Regions from separate parts of the Gossypium hirsutum genome. Here region 2 is linked to region 1. The links are chromatin contacts, called in public Hi-C maps. All regions are on one chromosome and are shown on one strand. Each heading gives the region's core, a stretch centred on a gene start, on an enhancer-like site or on the middle of the called end of the contact. The rest is flanking DNA. Distances are from core to core; before and after follow the strand shown. Region 1 holds the start of LOC107948884 (L-type lectin-domain containing receptor kinase IV.1). Region 2 holds the start of LOC107948056 (ribulose bisphosphate carboxylase/oxygenase activase 2, chloroplastic).

Region 1 (5,433 bases), core at 2,011-4,510:
TATAAAAATATTTTAAACAATAGTTTAGCTAAAAAAAGTATATTTTAAAAATAAATTTTAAAAAATATTGAGTCAATAAATAAACTTTTATAACAATTTTTTTAAAAAAAAATTTAACAAAAAAATGTTTTTTTCGTCCCATGAAGATCCTTTCTTGTGAGATAAGAACACATGTTTTTATTTAGTTTGTTAACGGTGGAGTGAGGAAAATTTTTTTGGGAGGGTCAGAATTAAATTATAAATTTTTACAATAGTAAAATGTAATTTCATCATTTCAATAAATTATATCTTTATAATTTTTAAAGAATTAAATTAAATTTTTATTATTTTTAAGAAAATTAAAATATAATTTTATCATTACTAATTTAAAATTTTATAAATAAAAAATAAAAAAAATTCCATTGTAAGGTTGCAATAATAGCTTTTTCATAGCAGTTATAGTTGATTTAGACACATATCTAAATGCCTTTGAGAGCAGGTTTCTTTTTACTGATTGATTTAGACACATATCTAAATGCCTTTGAGAGCAGGTTTCTTTTTAATATATAATTTTTAAACCTAAACTTTAATGCTTGATTGTTGGAAGGATGGGGTTATTGATTTTAATTATTTAAAACTTTTGTGCCAAGTTAAAAGCGCATTAGAGTGATAGATTTGTCAGATTCAACGAATAATTTTAGAAATTTTGAAGTTTCAGTTTGAAAATTTTCAACATATGGATTTGATTTTTCTCAAACAACCTTTATGCTATTAGTTATGTTTAGGGATCTTTATCAGTAATTTCTTAAGCCAGCAAGAAACGTTCATTATCTAGCTCGTAATATCATTTCAAAGTTATTCACTAAAATTTATTAAAAACTATCTATAAGTATTGAACTAAGTTCAAATTTTGGTGATGATATTGATACAAAAAAATTGTCATGAATTATAAAACAAACATAAACATATTTTAATAATAAATAATTTATTACAAACTGAGAAAAGTTTACAATCATCGACCTCCTGAAAGATGAGATGCTGCAACGGTAGATGATTGGGATGTTCCATTGTAAGTGGAAGTTGTATACATCATGGAGAAACCATCGAAGCCCTCACCATGGGCAAATGCTAAGCCACTGGAAGAGAGACTGAGTGATGATAGTTCCGGAAAAGGCATATCTCCTTCTAAAATCTGAACAACATGGCGCATGGTTGGCCTTGCTTCAGGCTGCGAGTGGGAGCATATCAACCCAAGTTTTAAGACCAGCTCAACTTCCTCAGCTGCATAATCTGAACCCAAATATGGATCCTTTGCCTCAAGAATATCACCTTTGCACCAACAAGAATACACCCAGTCCACCAAGATGACATTGTCTGTTGGAGACTGTAAAATTGGCCTTCTTCCACAAGCAACTTCAAGCACAAATGCCCCAAAAGCAAACACATCTGTGCAAGGTGTAGCTCTCCCGGTTCGAGTATGCTCAGGAGCCAAATAACCAAGTGTGCCCATAATGTGAGTTGTTTGTGGTTCAGTTCCATGATCATATAATCTAGCAAGCCCAAAATCTCCCAGTCTTCCATTTAGTTCACCATCAAGCAAAACATTGCTAGCCTTAACATCCCTGTGAATCACAACTTGCTCCCATTCTTCATGTAAATAAAACAATCCTGATGCTACGCCTTTGATGACTCTGAATCTTTGTCTCCAATTAAGGGTGAGCTTTGGCTGGCCATACAAGTACTTATCGAGACTTCCATTTGGCATGTAGTCATAGACCAAAAGTAGCTCATCCTTACGCCGGCAATATCCCAAGAGTTGAACCAAATTCCGGTGACGGAGACGACCGATACTCACAATTTCTGCTATGAATTCCTTCATCCCTTGTCTCGATTCATGTGAAACTCTTTTCACGGCAACCTCAAGTTTACTGGTTGGAAGAACTCCTCTATAGACTTTTCCAAAGCCACCAGAACCCAATAGCTCCTTGTCTTTGAATCCTTTTGTAGCAACATACAGATCTTTAAACTTGAATCTATGAGGCCCATACTCAAGCTCCCAATCTTCAACAACTTCAGCAAATTTCCTCTTCCTCCTCATGAAATAAACTACACCTGAAACTGCTGCCAAAATCACACTCACTGAAATCAAAGGCAACCCGATTGTCAAAAGCCTTGATATTTTCTTCGGTCCTACAGGAGGAAGCTTTGGAAGCTGAGACAGGGTAAGCTCTCGCGCCTGACCATTCATCTTAAAGCTCCAACCCAAGACATAATGAGATGTGAGAACAGAGCCAGTTGAGGATGAAAAACCAACATACATCCCATTGTTAACTATTGAAGAAAGATCAAGAGGCAAAGATAAAAGTGGAGTCTTGGGTTTAGAAAGTCTAAATGGAGCTAAAGTAACATCCATTCGCTTCTCTAGACCATGATATTCAACCCAAACTTGTATCCTTTGCCCAATCAGGCTAAGGTTTCTAAACTGACGGCTTCCATCCTCGTGATATCCTGCTGGAATAGATAAATTAGACTTTAACCCGTTTATATCAATCCCAACGTGATTGTCATTGATGTCATCAAACTGGGGACTTAGTAGCGTATCGAATTCTACAGCAACAACGTGGTTTCTACCGTCGCCGTTGTTGGACTTGTTGAAGAGTCCGAGATATTGGCCTGGATCAGCTCCGGGGAGGCCCCTGGTTGGTGAAACCACGAAAGCCATTCCGTGTGCGCTGACAGTTGGGTATTGAGGGATAATAGCGAAGACAAAGATGGTAGAGAAGGAAGAAACTGAACGGCTGGTAGAGTTGTTGAAGTTTACAAGGTGAGGATAGAAAGCATGTCCTTGTTGTCTTTCGGCTTCATTGGTGAGTTTTAGGAGTCCATTGGAAGTGAGCACTGCGATGCCATCAAGGCTTAGATTAGCCGACCGGAATCCGTTGTAGATGAAACCAAAATCATCTCTGGCTGCTAAGCTTACCAGAAGAGTTAGCAGAATTGCTAATCTGAAAGTGAAACACATTGCCATAGTCGCGGTTTACTTTGCTTCTCTTTCGGTTCTGTCTTTGGTTCTCTAATCTTTGACCTTTATTTATTTATGGATCACGTTATGGTGCTTGAGATCAGTATGAAAGTCCATAGAATCTCTACCATGAAATAGATTTGATTTTTATGACAGATTAATTATGGTTAAAATCCCTGCTGAAAATTGAGATTTAATGTTGTATTTTATTTTGGAATAATTTGATCATCTTTTATAATATTATTTGAAGGTTGATATTATTGGTTGTTACATGAGTCAATAATAAATTTAAAATGATTAAGATTATTCGAAAATTTATTTATGCTACCACTTTAACAGAATCTAACAATTTTGATAAGAATTGAGGCCCTAAAACCATAGGAAGGTTAAATAGTTGTCATCCTTTATTCAACTTACAGAATCTAATATAGAATAGCTAGGTTTTTATTTTTTATTTAAAAAAAAAAAAGAAGAAGGAATTTTACCTTTGTTGGCTTAATTATAGTTAAATGTAAAATTACTATTGAATTTTTTAAATGGTTTAATTTCATGGAAAAGGATTGTATGAAACAGTGATGCTACGTCATCTGTATCCCTTTCCAATAGTTTTATGCCACATCAGTATTCTTATCTTAAATTTCAAGATTTTATCTTGAATTTTAGTATTTTAATTTGGATTTAATTTTTTCCAAAATAAAATCCTAAAATTCAGGATAACAGTACTGATGTGACATAAAACTATTGGAAAGGGATACAAATGACGTGGCGTCACTGTTTCATACAATCCTTTCTCTAATTTCATTAAAGTGGTAGTGCATGATAAATAATATTTGAAGGAGTAAATGATTACATGCTAAAAATAATTTCAGCAAATCTTGCATTAAGAAAATATTTTCAACCTTTTTTTTGTTTAAAATAAAAAGGTAAGAAAAATGGACCGATTGCCCATAATTTTTTTTTTAAATTTGAGTAAATCACAACTAATATTTTTTAATCGAATTAATTAAATTTTTTAATTCAATTAATCAAACTAAAATTTATATTTATATTTTTTTCTTTTGTTAAAACAAGTATAGAATATGTGAAAAATAAATTAATAATGTTCATTTGACTGAATTAACCGAATTAGTAATAGCTTAATATATATAATATATAATATTATTTATTAAGTTCGGCTAATTTGATTAATTACCTAATTTCGAATTGAATTAACCATTAACCGAAATTCAAAAAAAATTTTAACTGACTTTCAACCGAATTAGATTGATTAATCAACCGATTAATCAAATTAGATTAGTTCGGTGAATATAGAGATGTTTTGAGAGGTGTTAAAAAATTTATAAAAATGTAATATTTAATAAATTTTAAAAATAAGTATCACATGCAATATGCATTATATCAGAATTGGTGTTAATAAAAAAAACCTGAGTTATTTTTTAATTTTACGGATTTATCTTTGATTTAATAAAAGTGATTATGATTTTAAAAAAATTAATTAAACTTTTAATAAGCATCTAACAATTAATTAGAATATATATATATAAAATTGAAGCCAACAAATTCACAGATAAAATATCTTAGTATAGTACAAATATAAAAAAATACAAATAAAATTTTAATTTGTATAAAATAGTGGTTAAAACTGTTGTTAGATTTTTTAATTAGTGAGTTGAAATCATGTTACGTTATTACTTATCTTGAAACTGTATGAAACAAAACACAATTTTTCTCGTTCTTTTGTCATTTTCCTTTTCTTTCGTTTCTTCTTAGTCAACAGCCAGTCCTAGGATATTGAATAACAATATTAATACAACAAAAAAGTCGATGGGCCCACCCACTAAAGAAGAAAACAGGAGAACAGATTAGGTAGTTGAGATTGGCACTATGCTTAGGTACAATATAATGCACCTTACTTTTACAATTCTTTCTACATAATTTATGTAAGTTAAAAAAATTTAAATTTATAAATTATTAAAATTATAAAAAAACTTATTTTATATGTTAATTAAGTCTTAACTTAGTTGATACCTTTGATATTGCAATAACAATGACGTAGAATAGAACGTACTTTAGTATGTTTTTATTGGAGTATGTCTTTAATTATATGAAGATTACAATAAAATACTAGGTTACCTAGTTTATTAATAAATACGTTGTCATTATTATTTTTGGTCTTTATTTTTGTATTAAATAAATTACATATTGATAAAGTCCTAAGAATGATCATTCTTAAATGTCCTTAGTCAAGTATTGTTATAAATTTGGATAACAATAATGCATTGAAACTAATATGTGATATCAAGTCAACATATAAGTATAGTTAAAGAACGATATATTGGACTAATCCACTATGAGAATGCTTCTTGGATTATCATGTAATAGTCACAATATTTCTCATAGTAATAATTGTATGTATGATCTTTAGACTTGAG
Region 2 (5,433 bases), core at 2,059-4,558, 170 kb after region 1:
TACTTTTGTGAATTTAATATTTATACTTAATTTAATTAATTTTAATTTTTTAAAGTTTAAAATTTTGGTTATGATTAAATAGTAATAATTAAATTTGTTTAATTAAATTCTACTATTAATTTTATATTATGTGTAAAATCTTCAATTATATCATTCTTAGGCGCTATATTTTTAAAATTTTGAAAGTAAACGACATTCATTAAAGCTATTAACTAATTTTTATTGTGAGTTATATTTGAAGATGATAAGTTGTCGTAACATTACACATGCTAACACATCAAAATTTAAAAATAATAGAACTTAATGAATTTAATAATTTAATAATTTGTCATTTGGTTAGGACTAAAATTTTAAAATTTTAAAAGTATAAAAATTAAAAATAACTAAATCTATAAGTTACATAAAGTACAGGGTCTAATAACAAATTTTAACCTATATTTTAGTACCAATGGCAACAGGGAAAAAAACAAACACAGCTCTCCCAACCTTGGCTCAAGTTAAGTGGAACCTTTTACAGATTTTGCATACAGTTGGAGCACCATGGAACCCTTTTTGGACGATGGTTTTCTGGATCCTTCTCACAATTATTTTCAGCATGTGCTTCTCGTTTAAAAAATTAGTGCAAATTCTTGTTGCTTGTCGGCCATTAAAATACTAGGCTACAATACAACTTTTTGCACAAATCAGTATGTGCATAAAGTTTAAGAAGGCCCATTTGAAGCTACATCGAGACGATTAGGTGGGCTAGATCCATAAACAGGGGATAAGGTGATTTACAGTGGGAATGTCGGCATAACTCAACTTACATGTAGCACATACAGGGTCTAATGCACAACTATGTTGACTCAGTTGTGAAAACTATGGGATTAAATTATAGAAGCACGTGCTAAAATAAAATTACCGAAGTACTACTCTATCAAACATATGCCCATTTTGGAGATTATTTTCCCTTCATGGCATTGACATTTTTAATTGTAAACACAGCTCCCATCATCGCTACGGGCCGTTGGATCGAAGTTTGCTGCCGATGGGTCAGTGCAGCCTTCAGGGACAGGAAGACTAACCTGCTGAGCTGCTTTGCCTGCAGCCAAACAATTATGAAAAGCTTACATGTAAGCTTCCTATATCCTTTATTGTGTTTTTCATTTATTTATAATCCTAAAGCCACCATCAAGGGGTCTAACCATAGAAACTTCCATTCTTGATGGCATCATCATTAGCATCTCCAAGAGCTGCCTCTTTCAAGTACTTATCAGACAACTGCACTCTCTTCACGTTCTCTTGTTCTTGGACAAGCATGTTTCCATACTCAAGTAGCTTCTGAAGAGTCATTTCGGGCTGCTCGAAAGTAGGAGGTCCCTCCCTCGAATTCACAAGTCTTTTGCCAACATTTTGCAGCCCAACATCTGAAATCCATTTCCTCACTTCATCGTCATATACTCTTGCCCTGAGAGCACCAAAGAAATCTGCAACAAAAGTAATTAAAGATAATTAGCGTTCTCTCGTCAGCAACCAATAGGAAATATCCTCAATTCAAAGATGGGTAATCACCAATAGATTGTCCAAGGAAAGTGTCAACAAGCTTGATAATGTCTTCCCGAGGAACATTGTCAGTTCTGAAAATACCCGAGCACACCCCAATCCTATCTTCCCGAGTAGGGGCCCAGTAGAATTTCTCCATACGACCATCACGGATAAGAGGAGCATACAATGTGGAGAAGTCATTACCGGTAACTATGATAGGAACACGAGGGTTCTCTTCCTTGTTGTACATACCAGGGAGCTGAACATTTGTAGGGTTATCAGCAATGTTCATGAGGGTAGCATTCACCATTTGATTGTTGACCGTGTATTGGGTGGTTCCTCCCATCCTTCCCGCACCTGCATCGAGATCGTTGATAAAGAGGCAACACATCTTTCCCTTTCTGATGATATCTGCTGCCTCACGATACCTTTGCCTAATCAATTTTGCAGGCTCTCCAGCATTCCCACTTTCCAGTTCACCAGCACTCATCATAATGGGACTGGATATTGTCAACAGATTTAAAGATTAAGGATGTAAATGAAAATTTGAAGGTTCTTGTTATAAAAAATCAAGCAATTTGTGTCAAACTAATAGGCTAACAAATGTCAACAATTTTCCTGAATCACTCAAGTATGTGAAAGAGAGGGATGGAACAATAAGGATATAGACTTACTTGATTCCCATCTTGGCAAAGACAAGCTCACATTGGAATGATTTCCCTTGGCCTTTACCTCCCCAAATACCCAAAATAAGAGGAACCTGTCACAGTTATTCACAAAAGTATCCAACTTTATTGATATTCATCAAAATGATAGACTTAGCTGATTAAACATATCTCGAAACATTTTATGAACAAACCTTAATATTTGGCAGATTCAAGAAGTTTTTTGTGATGTGAACAACAACCTTGTCCATGAACGCAGGAGCAATGTAGAACCCATCAATGATATTGTCATAGTTGAACCTACAAACAGTTGAGCGACGTCAATTCCCACACTACAATTCCATGATTTCTTCAAATTTGCATAAACTTTTTAACATGAAATCCCTTAGCATGCAACTTACGTGCGAAGACCTTGACTGATGTAGTCATAGGAGCTCATGATAGCATGGTGAGTTCCAGTTCCCACAGGAGCCTGGAAGAGAGTGTCCACCATTCCCTTTCCTCTGGTAATATCCTGTTGGTCATCAGATTCATCATGGACGAGTTCCACCCACCTGTCTTTTGAGGTCTGCTTATATTCACTAACAACCTTGAAATTCTTGGGAAAAACCTTGTTCTGGTTGACCTTTGAGGTACCCTTCGTCACACTTTTTCCCAAGAATATTGAGCTTGGACTTGGACCACGGCCATTCGACTTCAGCTGTAACAAAGAAACTCTCTTTTTAACTACAACACCACAAGCTTCTAATAAAATAACAGAATGCATATCCTTATTACTTAATTATGATCTTCTTCTTAACTGTATATAAACAAGAAACAAATGACTAGAAATGCATTTCTTTTTCCCTCTAGGAGTTAAAAGACGATTAAAACAATGAAGAAGAGACAGTTGAAGGACTACAAAGTCGAGAGACGCTACGGTAATGACTAAGACAAGATCAAAAAAATAGGCGGGAAAAAACATAGTAATACCGGCACTCTGTTAACAGCTCCAACGGCTGGGACAGCAGTAGCCATGTCTCAACGGCTGAGATCAGAATTGGGAAAGTCTAAAAAAGAAAAAACTCGAAACAGTTGCTGGAGTGTTGTGGTTTGAAGATGAAGTTAGGTGTGGTGGGGGACTTTATAGGGAGGAGGTATTGGAAGGAAGTGGGCAAAACCTGTGGATTAGCTTACGAATTGGCTAACGGCCATACATTTACAATTTGGAGTTTTATGAGGGGGCATTTGGTGAGGTAGACGTTTGTTTTGGATGTGGGGCTAGTTTTGGTTACATACAAATAAAATGGAGGCTTCGCGGAACAGTGTTGCCTATGAGCTTGGGGTTTAAGCTTATGTTCCCCACCCAAATGGTTTGGCCTGCGTCAATTAAACAGCTACCCATTTTTTTTTTATCGAAATCAAGATATTATTGCTGATAACAATAATTAATTTCTTTTGTTACCGAGTAATCTCCAGAAAAATAAAATAAATGGTTAGTCAGAGCTATCCATATTAAACATTGCCTACAACTTTGTATTTTTCTTTATTGGTAAGTTTGTTGAAACATTTTTAATATATATAGTGTTTCAAAGTATGAACTAAAAGTTAATGTAACTTTATTATTAATAAAAAAATTCTGAATTATGTATTTTAAATTTAAAAGTTATGTTATTTAATTATTAACAAATATTCATAATTATTCAATAGAAACGGTATAAAAATGTCTTTATAATTAGAGTTATGCAAAGATTTGATAATTAATAATCGTTTTAGAAAGAAAATCTTCTAGCAGGACTTCCTACTTCATTAGGAGAAAAGATTAGAAATCAAATTAGAGGAAATTACAGATATATTATTTCATATGAAAAACCTTACCTATGGTGAACTAATTAGTTTCGCCTAAAAAAAAGATTAAAAATTTGTCAAGATTTAAAATTACAAAAACAACTTAAAATGAATACCCATAAAAAATAATACTAGATGATAAACCAATAAAGGAGCAGTTGAATCTCAACATTCTCCTTTAATGGAGGTTCAATATCTTCACAAAAATATTAGAATAAAAGTAAGTTCTTTAAGAATGAGAGCTCCTGGTAGTGCAGGAAAATAAATCTCATCAAAAGTTATTAAAATGATAGTAGAATAAAATAACGATACAAATATCAATTTTCATACAATATGAAAACAATTAGATTATATTGAAGATTTGGTAGAAATTCACCTAATAAAAAAAGAATCATAATTATTCAAATAGATATCTATTGAATAATTATGATTATACTAAAGATATGACTATTCATTTGGATAATTATGTTCCTATAAAGAGATATGAGACCTCGTATAAATAAGAGTAAAATTTTATTCGTATGATACACTTAAAAACATAGAAACTAAGTTTAGTTTTGTTCTCCCACTGTATCTTTATTTTTAGATTTTTTTTATAAAGAAATATTATGAAAATTCTTAAAAGGTAGATTTAAAATAATAATTAATATTTATATTTAAATCTCAAACTTAGTGGGAATATCTTATTTTTTGTTCATTAACTATGTAATAATATAAACTTGAGAACATCATCCGTGGTTGCATTGTACTTTAATCAAGAAAAAGGGGTGTGGTTGTTGGCAGTTGAAGATAAATTAAATTGAATGCCGGATGGCATTGGCAACTCCAGAAACTTCTCCGTTCAATGTAAGAAAAAGAAACCAACAATGTGGCCAAATACATGACAAGAGGACGTCGGTTCTTTGGTTTCAAAGTGCAGCTGTCACGATCTTGAAAAGACATCGTGTTATTTTAGTTTGGGGTTTTGGGCCTGCATTGAACCGAGCTGTGACCAAACTGGCTCTGATTAATTCTTGACCTTCTTATCTTGTTATTGATTTGAAAAAACAGTGCAGTTCGAGATGCTTCCCAGCAATTCTATTTTTGTCTAAGGAGATCTATACAATTCTATTTTGTTTTATCTAAAGTTCTCATCAATTTATGAGAAGCATATAAATGGTTTTAATTTTTCTAATATTTTTAGTGTATTTATAAATTTTAATAATTTTTATTTTTTAATTTTTTAAAATTTTTTTTAAATATACATATCACATCAACACATTTATCCACTCGTGTCAGCTTTTCAATGATTTCATTTATCATATCACTTAGTGTTAATAGTTAAATGGGTTAACGGCTATTTTCATTATGGAAGAGTTTAATTATTTTTTTGAATTTTTCTATTTATTTTTATTTTTTGAAACTTTATTTTTTTAAA

The links. Hi-C and Micro-C count contacts between places; a contact is called where the count stands out from the background.
Region 2: a Hi-C map of leaf shows a contact between it and region 1, with 1.8 times the contacts expected there. The contact joins the promoter of LOC107948056 here to the promoter of LOC107948884 in region 1. A contact is called at or near these places in 2 of 34 Hi-C or Micro-C datasets (both in leaf).

Annotation. Positions count from the first base shown.
Region 1 is chrA04:73,696,867-73,702,299 of Gossypium_hirsutum_v2.1, forward strand. LOC107948884 (L-type lectin-domain containing receptor kinase IV.1) reads right to left here and starts at 3,261. Exons shown (of 1, transcript XM_016883542.2): 1 at 878-3,261. The coding sequence starts at 3,007. The coding sequence ends at 992.
Region 2 is chrA04:73,869,254-73,874,686 of Gossypium_hirsutum_v2.1, forward strand. LOC107948056 (ribulose bisphosphate carboxylase/oxygenase activase 2, chloroplastic) reads right to left here and starts at 3,309. Exons shown (of 7, transcript XM_041111373.1): 1 at 3,162-3,309; 2 at 2,591-2,889; 3 at 2,384-2,489; 4 at 2,199-2,284; 5 at 1,552-2,024; 6 at 1,185-1,466; 7 at 613-1,081. The coding sequence starts at 3,206. The coding sequence ends at 969.